Linked DNA regions of Sus scrofa: region 1 is linked to region 2. A link is a contact called in public HiChIP or PLAC-seq data. All regions are on one chromosome and are shown on one strand. Each heading gives the region's core, a stretch centred on a gene start, on an enhancer-like site or on the middle of the called end of the contact. The rest is flanking DNA. Distances are from core to core; before and after follow the strand shown. Region 1 holds the start of STXBP1 (syntaxin-binding protein 1). Region 2 holds the start of ZNF79 (zinc finger protein 79).

The links. HiChIP or PLAC-seq counts read pairs in DNA pulled down with a chosen protein or histone mark.
Region 1: an H3K27ac HiChIP or PLAC-seq map of alveolar macrophages shows a contact between it and region 2. The contact joins the promoter of STXBP1 here to the promoter of ZNF79 in region 2. A contact is called at or near these places in 1 of 47 Hi-C or Micro-C datasets (heart right ventricle) and 1 of 2 datasets of contacts at active chromatin or transcription factors (alveolar macrophages).

What each region holds. Positions count from the first base shown.
Region 1 is chr1:268,114,738-268,117,437 of Sscrofa11.1, forward strand. It overlaps STXBP1 (syntaxin-binding protein 1), which reads left to right and starts at 1,387. Exons shown (of 20, transcript XM_005660443.3): 1 at 1,387-1,617. The coding sequence starts at 1,581. It overlaps LOC106509264 (a long non-coding RNA gene), which reads right to left and starts at 2,467. Exons shown (of 3, transcript XR_001306631.2): 1 at 2,258-2,467.
Region 2 is chr1:267,940,634-267,943,333 of Sscrofa11.1, forward strand. ZNF79 (zinc finger protein 79) reads left to right here and starts at 1,320. Exons shown (of 5, transcript XM_003480610.4): 1 at 1,320-1,775. The coding sequence starts at 1,763.

The DNA of each region.
Region 1 (2,700 bases), core at 137-2,636, 170 kb after region 2:
ACAGCCTAGACATGAAGAGATGACAGATGAACATTTTTCTGCCCTAGGAAGTGACAGGAAGTTTCTGTTGAAATAGACTGAGGTGAGGGTGAGAAGATGGCCAGATCTTTGTGTCCTGGGGCTGGTGGCTGAACTAGAACAAGTGGCCTCTTGTCCCTGTATGGCCAGTGTTCACTATGTGACCTTGGGAAAATCCTCCTTTAGGCCTCAACTTCTTTAGTTGTTGCTCAGTATTAAATAACTAGAATTGGATCTTTCAAATTCTAGAATTAGATCTTTCCTTTGTCGCCAGCAAAACACTTATCTTCCACGATCTCCTCCATCAATAAAATCCAGCAGGAGTTCCCGTCGTGGCTCAGTGGTTATTGAATCCGACTAGGAACCATGAGGTTTCAGGTTCGATCCCTGGCCTCGCTCGGTGGGTTAAGGATCTGGCGTTGCAAATGTAGGTGTAGGTCGCAAATGCGGCTCAGATCCCGTATTGCTGTGGCTGTGGTGTAGGCTGGTGGCCACGGCTCTGATTAGACCCTAGCCTGGGAACCTCCATATGCCGCAGGTGGGGCCCTAAAAAGACAAAAGACGAAAAAAAAAAAAATCCAGCAAAAACTGACCTGGGACCGCTTTGGTAAAGATGAATTCCAGGAAAGAGATAGTGAGCAGAGTCATCTCACAGCACATTCCTACTAGATTTGGGATCTAGATATTTCTAGACCTTGGTTGCCCAAAGGCTAGGATGGATGTCTCTCTTTTACGTGGCTAGGGCTCCAATGCCTAGAACATATAGCAGTGGGATAACAATAAATCTTTGCTAATGAATGGTATACAACCTGAGAGCAAGTCTGGTGTTCCTGAGCCTATTTTTTTAAATCTGAAAATGAAGATTAAATGTCCAATTATTGTGAAGATTTAATAATATGATGCATGTAAGGTATAGAGTTTGAAACATAAGAGCTCAGTAAATGGTGGATTTATGGATATGGGTACTCAGGCAAAGCTGGGGTCAATAAACCTCACGTTATGTTGTGGCTGGGATGGGTACTGCTAATAAGAGATCTAGCCTCTGGGTTCCTTTCGTGGGCAGGGGGAAAATGGGAGGCTCTCAGAAAGAGGAAAGGCAGGATGGAACGAGTCAAAAACCTTTGGCCAGGGTTTCAGGTGCGGAGGGACCCTTAGGATCCAGCTCCCCGGGAGCGCGCGTTGGCCAGGGCGCGCGTGGCGCGTGAGGCGAGGGGGACGGCGCGGCTCTCTCGCCACCCGGGGACCGCCTCGCATCCAGCCGCATCTCAGAGGGCGGGGCCGAGCCCCCGGGCCGCGGTGCGATTGGCCGAGGCGCGCGGGTGACGCTCACGGCTGGAGCTAGACCTGCCCCCGGCCGGACCCGCCCCCGAGCGCGCGCCGGCGGGTCGTCAGCCTCGCTCTGGCTCGCGCCGCGCCTCCGCGCCGAGTCCGCGCGTCAGTCGATCCCGAGCGCGGCTGCCGGGCGGCGGGCTGCAGCCAGCGGAGCGCGCCGATCCCGGGAGGCGGCGGTGTCCGCGGGCGTCTAGGGAGGAGGCTCGGAGCCCGGAGATTCGCGCAGCGCGATGGCCCCCATTGGCCTCAAAGCCGTGGTCGGAGAGAGTAAGTGGAGTCGGGGTCCTCCGCGCTGGCGGCCGCTACGGCTGCCTGGGAGAAGCCGGGCGCCGAACCTGCCCGCAGTCCCCCGGCCGCTGCTGGCCGCGCGCCCGACCCGGCCCGGGGCTCCTGGCTGGGAGGGTCCCGTTATTCCGGCGCCGCCCTCCTCGGAGGGAAGTCCCTCCCGGCCTCCTGCGGCCCGCGCCCGCTTCCCTTCTTCCCCCCTCTCGGCTTCCCGCATTCCTCCCCTTTCCCCCACCCCTCCCCTCATCGCCTCGCTCCTAACCCTTCATCCCACCCCTCGCCTCTTCGCCCCGTCCCTCCCCTCCACCCAATCCTTCTCCTTCCTCTTTACCTCCACCTCCCTCGCTCCATCCCAAGCCCCTTCACCGCCTGCGGCCCATTACCCTCCCCGGCACCCCATGCTTCACTCCCATTACCTTCCCCCCCGTTTCCCCTCTCCTTTTCCTGGCCTTCTTTATTCCCGAAGCTCTTTGATTCCACTCCTTTTTCCGTCTCCAGTCCCTCCCACTTTCCCACCCTCCTTGTGGAGTCGTGACGAGCGAGCTCCAGGCCTGCGTCCTCCTCCCTCTTCCTCCCCCCCTCCTGGGAGCCGGAGCCGCGGTCCCCGGCTGCGGAGACCCACCTGGGAGCGGCTCCGCGCGCCCTGGCTCAGACGCGCCGCTCGCCCAGCCCGGGCCACTCCTGGCAGCTGGAGAGGAGCCTGTTTTCCAAAGGCTTGGCACTGCTGGGCTGAGGCCGCCTCACTCCTCCAGATCCAGGATCTTGGCGTCAAGGGCGGGGTCTTATCAGGGTCCTGAACCGCCGTAAATCACCCCGGAGACGAGCAAAGCTTTACAGTGCGGCGGGAGGAGTGGCCCTGCCCAGCACCGCAGTCTGCAGTCTCCTGGTCGCAGGACCTAGCTGGTGCTTGGTTTCGGGCAGTTTCAAATCACTGTTGCAGGGAGGATATGGTGGTGCCTGGGTTTGGACGCAAAGCTCAGCGTAAATGGATTTTTAAAAATGGATGATGGTGGCGAATGCAGGCTGCAGCGGAGTGAGGGCTGACGGTGGCAATGTTTGGAAAAC
Region 2 (2,700 bases), core at 70-2,569:
ACCCAGCCGAGGATAAAAATGTGCCCTGCCGGCCGACATCCACCCTATCTTCCACTCCCAAGAACAGCTAACGTCCAGGAGAATCCTGGCTTCTGAGAACTTGAGGCAAGGCATTTCCTAACGCCACCTAGTGTCCATGAGGGAGAATTGCATCAGCTGAAGCATGAATCTCTCTGCTGCCTCCCAGTGGCAATGGGTGGGTTCACAAGACTAAGGCGGGAAACTCCCCTGGTACCTCCTAATGGTCACTATGCGCTTAGCACCTGCTGGGCCTGGGGTGCGGGCAGAACACAGCTGGAAGAGGCCTCTAACTAAGGAATGCAGGAAGCCTCCAGAAGCTGGAAAAAGCAAGGAAACAGATTCTCCCTCTAGGAGGAAGGTAGCCCAGCACACACCTTGATTTTAGCCCAATGACATCCATCTCAGATTTCTGACCTCTAAAGTTGTAAGCCCCAAATTACACAAGCCCAAAGTAGAGAAGGGCTTATCCCAAACAGATCTGTGGGTGCGGCCTGCCTAATGGGGTGAATCCCCCTAAGATTCATAGAAGACCTACCCACAAACCTACAATTATATTGGCAAAAACACTACCAGCTCTAACTGAAAAGGACAGAGGCAGTACAAAAAGACGAGGCCTAGGGCCCCCAAACTCATTTCTGCTTCCCAGGTAACACATTCTTATCTCCTTAACGTCAAAATGCCTCTAAAAAACTAAACCGGTCTTCAGAACATTGATTAGTGAAGAACTGTCAACAGGCTTATGGGGCAATTTCATCAATGATCTGAGGAAGTCCACTAAAATATCCCCTGGTGCAGGAAAGAAGCCTCCAAAGACAGAATATTCGTTATCTCCTCTCGCAAGAGTTCTGATCGAACACTATTAAAGTGTGTTTCTGCCCCTGAAATTACTGAAGACAGCTCCTTCCTGCTGATAGGTTTTTATACTTTGAGCATTCCAAGACTGCTTCACACCAAGGGGCCCCCACTTCCTTTACTCGTCCTAAACTCTCAGCGGGGATCAAGAGGACCGTGGAGGTGGGGAGGTGGCTGGGTTTGAGCCCTGAGCTGAAGAACAAGGGAGAGAACCTCAGCAAGCCACAGCTCCGCGGACCACAAATCACTGAGGGAAAGTCAGGCGACTAGCGCTAGCGTCTGTCTGCGCCTGCGCTAAAAGCACCGCTCCCAGGATCCTTCGCGGCTAATTCGCGTGTTGTTTCAGAGGACCCCGACCATTGGTTCAGTGGACCCGAAAGGCATGTGGACCAAAGTATGATGGGAAATAGAGTCTGGGAGTAAGAACAGGCGGAAGCCTCTCTGGGAAATACGGTGCACGATGGTGTGCGGGAACCGAGAGAGGAAAAAAAAACGTTTTGGCCAAAAACGGAACCCAGAGATTCCTGGGAAATGAAGTCCGGTGGGGCAGGGAGGCCTATGCGCATGACCGGAAGTGGCGCTATTCAAGCGCGCCCCCTTTGGCGCGAGAGCCAGGCCCGCGACCGCAGTTTTCTGAGCGCGCTGAAGCCGGGGGCACTCTCTCGCGCGTACCCAGCGGCAGCTTTTTCATGCTGTGATGTGCTTGAGATCCAGTCGACAGTGAGAGACCCGGCTGGAAAGGTCCGACCTTGCTCAGCATCACAGGCTCAGACCTGGCCTGTGAGGGGAGAAGCCTGAGAGAAGAGCCCAGAGCGGGGTTGGGGCTGCAGTGAAGCGACGCTGACGCTCAGAGAACTGCTGGGAGGCGGTGGCGCGAGGTGGGACCCAGATGCTGGAGGAAGGTGAGAAGGAGTGGTGGAGCGGTTTGTGGCTTCCAGCTTGCCCACTAACACAGCTGCGTGGCCCGGATCAGAACTTGGTAGTTATCCTTTCCACAGGTGGTTGGGGACGATCCTTTTTTGAATAAAGAATTCCAGGGTCGAAAAAGTTTGAGGAGCTCAGCCTTGGATCATCTCTGAGTATCCTGTCCTTTACTCCGATCTGTTGATGGACCCATGGCATCGCAAAGTAGAGAGAAATAGACTCTAGGAAGGACAATGGGACGTACCCAGGGCCTCTCTATTGCTTCTGAATTTCCATCCCTCTTGAAGTAGCCAGGGATGCTCGGAATGGGAGCCTATTGGCTTCACCTGATACTGAGGGTGGGTTCAACCCATTTGGATTGTGAAACCGTGGAGGATACTCTGTATTTAGAATCAGAAGGCTGGGATTCCTGTTTAAGCTGTAAGGTATCAGCTGGGTCTCTTGACCTGTGTTTCTTCATGGAGGAAAAAGGTAAAATAACATTAACTACCTCCTTCACCTCTAAGAACTGTAAGCATCAAATAAAATAACATTTTTGAAAGCACCTTGAACGCTTTACTGAACAGAACTGTTGTGTATGTAATTTAACCACTGAGGCAATGCCGTCTTCCCCTAGACCAAAGGGTCCCTGAATTGTTCTGTCATTCCAGTGCAATTTCACACCCAGTATTTCACGCTGTCTTTCCTGAGAGACCTGGGAACACAAGCAGGAGGGTTACCTGTCTCCCCGTACTACCAAAGAGGGAGATAAGCACAGTGGATAGGTACAGATAGACACAACTCAGTAACATGAAGTCTGTACTAAAACCAGTATTTGGACCTCTTTACTTTTTTTGAGCTATTTCTGAGGACTGCTTTACCTCTGCTATTTTTTTGAGTTGAGATATAATTTACATCCATAAT